Regions from separate parts of the Sus scrofa genome. Here region 1 is linked to region 2. The links are chromatin contacts, called in public promoter capture Hi-C maps. All regions are on one chromosome and are shown on one strand. Each heading gives the region's core, a stretch centred on a gene start, on an enhancer-like site or on the middle of the called end of the contact. The rest is flanking DNA. Distances are from core to core; before and after follow the strand shown.

Evidence for each region. Promoter capture Hi-C pulls out the DNA fragments that hold promoters and counts their contacts.
Region 1: a promoter capture Hi-C map of liver shows a contact between it and region 2, with 6 times the contacts expected there. The contact joins the promoter of ACO1 here to the promoter of DDX58 in region 2. A contact is called at or near these places in 2 of 5 promoter capture datasets (fetal skeletal muscle and liver), 11 of 47 Hi-C or Micro-C datasets (embryonic fibroblasts, fetal heart ventricle, fetal liver and 5 more) and 2 of 2 datasets of contacts at active chromatin or transcription factors (alveolar macrophages and skeletal muscle).

Annotation. Positions count from the first base shown.
Region 1 is chr10:33,999,926-34,003,581 of Sscrofa11.1, reverse strand. It overlaps ACO1 (cytoplasmic aconitate hydratase), which reads left to right and starts at 1,687. Exons shown (of 21, transcript XM_003357729.3): 1 at 1,687-1,826. LOC110255598 reads right to left here and starts at 2,376. Exons shown (of 3, transcript XM_021064275.1): 1 at 2,016-2,376; 2 at 1,461-1,935. The coding sequence starts at 2,376.
Region 2 is chr10:33,890,394-33,893,854 of Sscrofa11.1, reverse strand. DDX58 (DExD/H-box helicase 58) reads right to left here and starts at 2,044. Exons shown (of 18, transcript NM_213804.2): 1 at 1,939-2,044. The coding sequence starts at 2,044.

The DNA of each region.
Region 1 (3,656 bases), core at 438-2,937, 110 kb before region 2:
AACCCCGGCAACACCACTTACAAGTTATATGACCTGAAGCAGGTCATATAATCATTCTGAATCTCAGTTTCCTCATCTGCAAAGTGGCAACAATGTCACAAGTCTCCAAGGGCTCTTGTAAGGATTCAATGGGACATTTAATCACATTTGGTTTGTATTAGTAGCTATGTTGAGGGGATTGGTGCTTAATTGTAAAGCAGATGGCCAGGGGATCCTGGTTTCCTGCGAAGGCAGCTCAGGAATTAAGGCACTCAGTAAGAAAGAGGGCATAAAAATTAAGACTATGACTGGCATGGAAAGGGGTGGCAGTTGGATATTTGTGGGAGGCTAAGATGAGCCCAAGAACTGCCTTTCCTTGTTATGAATGTAGCTTTTTCTTTTTTTTCCTTTTTAGGGCCACACTCATTCCCAGGCTGGGGGTCGAATAGGAGCTACAGCTGCCTACACCTAGATCCAAGTGGTATATGCAACCTATACCACAGCTCAAGGCAGCAACGCCAGATCCTTAGTCCACTGAACGAGGCCAGGGATTGAACGCAAGTCCTCATGGACACTGTTTGGGTTCATGACCCAGTAAGCTACAATGGGAACTCCTCAGGTTGGAGTTTGTTCAATGAAAGTGAATGAAAGGACTTTAGAAAGTGGGTGAGAAAAAAGTCTTCTCCCATACTGGAAATAAAAGGGATATGTCCTCTTTCAAAATTAAAGATAACCTTTTATATTTAAATATAAAATTTAAGTAGGGGACAGCTATAGCCTACCGTGCAGCATGATGAAATGGGGCTTAAGAGTCAGAAATCCCTGGGGACTGAATCCCAGCTAAGGAACATTTCATGTCTGCAAAACAAGGTCATATTTCTCCCTTTATGGGGCAATTGGAAGAAATGAACTGAATAACATATGCATCACAGGGCCCTGGCAGAGTAAGTACATGGTAACTGGTAGCAGCCGGAATCAGTATTAGTTATTATTTATTCATCCTTTTATTCAGAAACTCAAGACAGAAAACTATAATCACTCTCTATATAAACTGGGCAAGAATATCTCACCTTTCATCTAGAAAGACCTAATCATCCACCTTTGCCTGAGCAGGCGCAACTCCAAGCAACATATCAAAGCCGGTGCAGACAAAAAAACCCACTCAGTGTCAACTCGGCCATGTCTCTGACTTCTGAGAAGTGAACAGCCTGCATTAGGAAGTGTTGTTACACATTAAAAAATAAATAAATAAAATAAAAAAATTAACGTTTAAACTCTGCATTCGTAATCATGGAAACTTTGAAGTCCCCGCAAGTCATTCAGCGTGCTTTGCAAGTCATTAAAGACAGGGGTGGGGGTGGGGGCAAAAGGAAAGAGAGGGGAGGTGACCGCAGGTACCAGGGCGCCAGATAATGAAGCCTCCACCGAGACGGCCAAATCATTTTAAAATGCAGCATTTCTTCCCCGCGCCTTGGGCTTACTTTCTAGCGAGCCGGGCAGTCACACTCCACTCCCCATAGAGAGCGTGTCCCAGGCCCTGGGCCCGCGGAGGAGGATCCTGGCCGGAGACAGCTTCCGGCCAGCGACCTCTAGCCACCCTCCCTCCGGCGTGCGGGGGCGAGGTCTCCCGCAGCCTACAGGCCCCGCCCCACCCCGCCCCTCGGGCCTCGGGTCCTAGTCGGGCACCGGCCACCCCACCATCGCCCCGCCCCGGCTCCGCCCCTCGGCCGGTGGCCCGAGGGCGACAGAGGGAGGCGCTCGGAGGCAGCGGCTGGAACCAAGCAGCGCACTGGAGCGCCCCGCAGCCTGGTGCCGGGCCGCCCGTCAGACCCTGCCGTGCAGTACCGGTGAGTACTACGCGGCCCGACTGACGTCCCCAGGCCAGAGCGCTGCCCGCTCCGGCCCAGGCGGGGTGGGTGCGAGCCCGCGGCACCCGGGCACCTTCCCGGCGCCCGGCTGCAGCGCACAAGGTGGCCCGGGGCGAGGATCCGGGGAAGGCCGAGGGGAGAATCGGGGACTAGTTCCTGGGGACTGACCCCTCGCCCTGTCCCCAGATTGTGCCGCGCGGAGGACAGGGAAATGGCTCCCCTCAGCCTTATTTGCCTGGACTGTTCGGGCCGCCGGAAGAATCCACGTTGAGACAGTTCGGGCTGATCTGGGAAGTCCTAACCCCAAAGAGGGTGTGCGCCTCTCACGGAGCTGCGGGTGGCCAGATAGGGAAATCCGCACTGAGGAGGGCACAGATGGGGAGTCCACACTAACTGCTGAAATGAAAATGGAGGGGGAAGAGACCCTCGTGGAAGGGGTGGGCACAGAGCCCGTCCTATTGGATTCAGAGATCCAGGAAGGAGCACAGGCAGCCTTTCCTAATTCAGCCAGCACTTTAGAATGGCCCATCCTCCCTCCCTGCCACACTTAGAACCCTCCTCAGGGGGTGGTGTGAGGAGGTAGGGTGAGGGTGTTCCCGGGTGGGGGTAGGGAGTCTGGACAGCCTCTAGGATAGCCGTTCTCAAACTTTGGGGGAAGGAGTCAAAAACCCCTTTACTTAGGACTTTGGTTTATGTGGGTTATATGTATATGTACCATACATAACTAAAACAGAAATGTTTATTTAGAAATTCAGTTAAAAATAATAATGGATGTATTATATGTTGATATATTTTCATGAAAATAACCATTCTTTTCAAAACGGAATCTTAATGGGAAGAGTGGCATTGTATTGTATTTTTGCAAATCTCTTTAATGTCAGGTGTAATAGACAGCAGCTAGATTCCTACATCTGCTTCTGCATTCAGACTGTTGCACTATTACATGTGATGTAGCCTCTGGAAAACTGCACTGTAGACTCCTGAAAATGTGAGAGCGAGGATAGCAAATAGCATCTTGGTATTATAATGAAATGGTTTTGACCACGTGGCTCTCTTGGGTCCCCAGTACCACACTTTGAGAACCACTGGTCTAAGGAAATGCTTCAGAGGCTTTAGTCACTTCACCGGGCTTTAGACCCGCTTATTTGTGATCTTTCTCTGAATGGGAACACACACCACCCCCTGTGTGGACAGTGTTAACCTCTGGTAGGTTCAGCCAAGCCTGACCTCACTCTGGAAACCGGCAGGGCTCTCAGATGCCTCTGGCTGCCTGCAGAGCTGAGCCGTGCGTGTCCAGATTGTGGCAGTCATGTGGCACACAGGACCTGTGCCTTCAGAGACCTGCCGATGGGGAGCCGGGGCCAAGTGTGGAGGAGTTTGTGCAAGTTGAGAAGTTCATTTCCAAAAGAACAGGGAGGCATGTTTTTGCCTTCCTTTCCTCCATGTTCATTTCTGTGAGTGGCTGTGTGGCCTGGAGTTTATTGGAATATGATCCCCCCAATCTTGGGGCTCCTTCACTTTGCACTTTCAGAGCTATGTCCCTGTGAGTGGCCCTTTCCTAGCCCCTGCCAGAATCCAGTGTCTGTCCTGCCTGCTGGTGTGTGGTAGGTGTGATCCCTCACTGGATCATTTCCTTGGCTTCTTGTTCACACATATATGTAGCCTTATAAATATGTGGAAGACAGGCATACCAAACTATTAACAGTAGCCAGTTCCAGGCAGTGGTATCCAGAGTCCATGGAAGGAACCTGTTACTCTTTGTAATATCACATGTCTGCCTAGCTTGCAGCATTCGTGTATTGCTTTTAC
Region 2 (3,461 bases), core at 795-3,294:
AAAAAGCTTCTATCCAGCCATAATGCTCCTTAGTGTCTCTGAACCCTGAATCCTCACTGAATCCTGACTGATAAAGTATATTTGTCACAAGTAAAGTTAAAACAGAAATCAGAACTTCTAAGGCAGCCAAGAAAAAAGCAGGAGATAGAGAAACTTTATCAATCTAATAGAAAACAGAGAAAGATGGGGAGAAAGCAAAAAGTTTTTGTGATAAATTATAAAGAAAGAAGCAGGAAAGGTGTAAACTAAATGAAAACAGTTGCCTCTGGGGAAGGGCTCAAAATAAAAACTCTATGATATCTTTGACATTCAAAAATAAGGCAGTATAGGAGTTCCCCTTATGGCACAGCAGAAACAAATCTAAGAACCATGAGGTTACCGTTTCAATCCCTGGCCTCCCTCAGTGGGTTAAGGATCTGGTGTTGCCGTGAGCTGCGGTGTTCAGATCTGGTGTTGCTGTGACTAAGGTGTAGGCCGGCAGGCAGCTGTAGCTCCAATTAGACTTCTAACCTGGGAACTTCCATATGCACATGTGCGGCCCTAAAACAAAACAAAACAATAAAAGAGTATACAAAATGTTCTTCAGCTTACTTTTTTTAAACTTACCTTTGGTGTTTTTATTGTGATTGTATTATAACTATAAATTAAAATTACTATCTCTGAAAAACTACTCCACCTATGCACTCCCATAGCACACTATGGTTTTCCATCAAAGCACTCACCACACTTTACTGATTTGGTTACATGCATTCACACATGCTCTCTGCTCTCTCTCAGGACAGGAACCATTTCTATAGATCCCTCAGTTCCCAACAGAACACTTCCTATTAGACAATATGTCTAGTAATATGTGTAAATTCCCTCCAAAGCTAGCCTAATACCTGACACATGAGTTCTGGCTTATTGAATCAATACACAAGTGCATGGGAAAAAGGAAATTAATATGATTATTAGGTGTCACTCATTCCAAGGATTTCTAAAAGAGATACAGAGGTCTTGTCCAACTTAGAGTCTTCAAGGACCCAAGCTCCTCTGTGGTTATTATGATGTTATTTTGTTACTTCTCTCTAAGCACAACTAGAAAGCAAGGGTGGGGTGGTGTGGAGGGGTCCATTTATGTTGGTGGCATTCTTTCACCTCTCACTCCACAGCCTGTGGTTTGGTTTTACACAGCAGTTAGCTCTCAAGTTACCTGCCTGCTTTAATGCAATTTCCAAAAATTGCCTCACTGCAGGAAAGCTCTGTAGGGGAGCCAGATCCCCTCTCTCACCTCGACTTCTTCCAGGCACCACTGTCTCCCTCTATTCCCCAAGCCCCTGCTCACCTCACCACCATGCACTTCTACACAAATTGGTAAAATGGCCATTCTCCATCATCATGGGCCCCATGAACTACATTCAACCTGAATCGAAGCCTGGAGCCTTTCACTCCAGGGAGTCTTGCTCCTCTCAAGCTTCCAGTTACTTGCAAGTGCAAATAAGGTCCCGCAGAGTAAGCCTCAACATCCTTGGCCTTCTGACTGCACTCTGTAATCACCGTCTCCCACCTCCAAATTCTGAGACTGTAAAGTATATTAAGGAAGGACTTGTATCTTATTTCTGAATCTTTGATGTCAGCACAAAGCCTAACACACGGTAAATGGAACTATTAGGAGAAACCAATAAAACGGACAGTGACTTGTTTCCCCAGCTTCTAATGTAAACAGTTGTGCACCCCTAAGCAAGTCATTTCATTTCGTTGAGACTCAGTTTCTTGACCTCGTCGGGCACCTCAAACTCCGACAATCTCGTCTAAAATGCTGTGGAGATGTTGCCACAAACCCGGCCTTCCTAGCAAGCTCCCAGTATTGAGTGAAAAAACAGGTGAAAGCAAGAGGGAAATAAGACCTGAACTGGGTTTTTTTGCTCCAAGGGCCAGGAGCGGCTGGGAAGCACTCACCGTCCCTAAACCAGGGGGCCATGTAGCTCAGGATGAAGGTGGGGTCGAGAGTCTTCCTGACATAGTCCCCGAAAGCGTGCAGATTCCGCCGCTGCTCTGCTGTCATACTGCCGGCTCAGCTTCTGGCCGCGCCTCGTCTGCGCCTGGCTGCACTAAAGCCCGGCGAGCCGGGAGTCTCCTAAAAAGCACCCCGCGCCGGGAGGCGGAGTAGCTGAAGAACCGAGAATCGAAACTGCGACGAGTTGGGAAAGGGCGGAACCGGCCCAACCCCCGAGCCCTCACTTTCCCAGCGCGGTTTCATTTCTTCTCGGATGCGTGGTTCCCCAACCGGCGGGCGCTCGCGGATCTAGAGCGCCCCAAGAGGACCCCTGGGGATTGCTTTTTGAGGTTCATCTTCTCTTCGTTTTGCTTTTACAGCGGTCGAGATACAGTAAAATGCACAGATTTTAAGCGTACAGTTCTGAGTTTTGGCAAATGTATGCGGTGTAACCACTTTTCCCAAGTTGTGTGGGTCGGAAGGGCAGAGTCTAACTTTACAGGAAGACGTCACCTTCCAAAATGGCCGTCCAGGGGCTCATTCCCACCTGGCGTGGGGTCGACAGGTGATGCACCTACAGGAAATACACACGTGGGACAGTTTGGTGTTTGTTTGTTGGATTTGGCTTGGAGTTTTGCCATATCTGCACTCCAAATATCTTCTCCCAGGCTGTGACTTATTTTCTTAAAAGTGTCTTTTGAGGGGTTCTCATCGTGGCTCAGTGGCTAACGAATCTGACTAGCATCCATGGGGACGCAGGTTCGATCCCTACCCTCGCTCAGTGGGTTAAGGATCCTGCCGTTTCCCTGAGCTGTGGTGTAGGTCACAGGCGCCGCTCGGATCCCCCGTCACTGTGGACGCAGCTACAGCTCAGATTGGACCCCTAGCCTGGGAGCCTCTATATACCACGGATGTGGCCATAAAAGGCCGGAAAAAAAAAAAAAAAAGTGCCCTTTGAGCACAAAGATATTTATCAGTTTCTCTTTTAAGTTTTATTTATTGCCTTGGTAAATCTTTGCCTTCTCTAAAGCCATAGAGATATTCTGTTTTCCTTTAGAATCTTTGTGTTTTTAGCTTTTACACTTAGGTTATGATATCTCAGATTAATCTCATTGTGGTGTGAGCTAAGTAAGGGTCAAGGCTTCTTTTTTTCCCATACTTCTAATTGTTCCCCACAAACTATTTCATTTGTTGAAAACGTTTCCTTCTCCAGTTGAATAATAGCCTTGGCACCTTTGTCAAAAAAAGTCAATTGCCTGTATATGTGCAGGCCTATTCTGTTCTACTTATCTATTTGCTAATACTGCTTTATTTTTTTGGGTAAATATTATATTGACTATTGTGGGGTCTTTGCATTTTACTATGAAATAATCAACCTGCCAATTCCTACCCCCCCCAAAAAAAAGCATATTGGATGAACCTGGGGTGATTTGACATTTTTAACAATATTTGAATCCATGAACAATTTTTCATTTATTTCAATCTT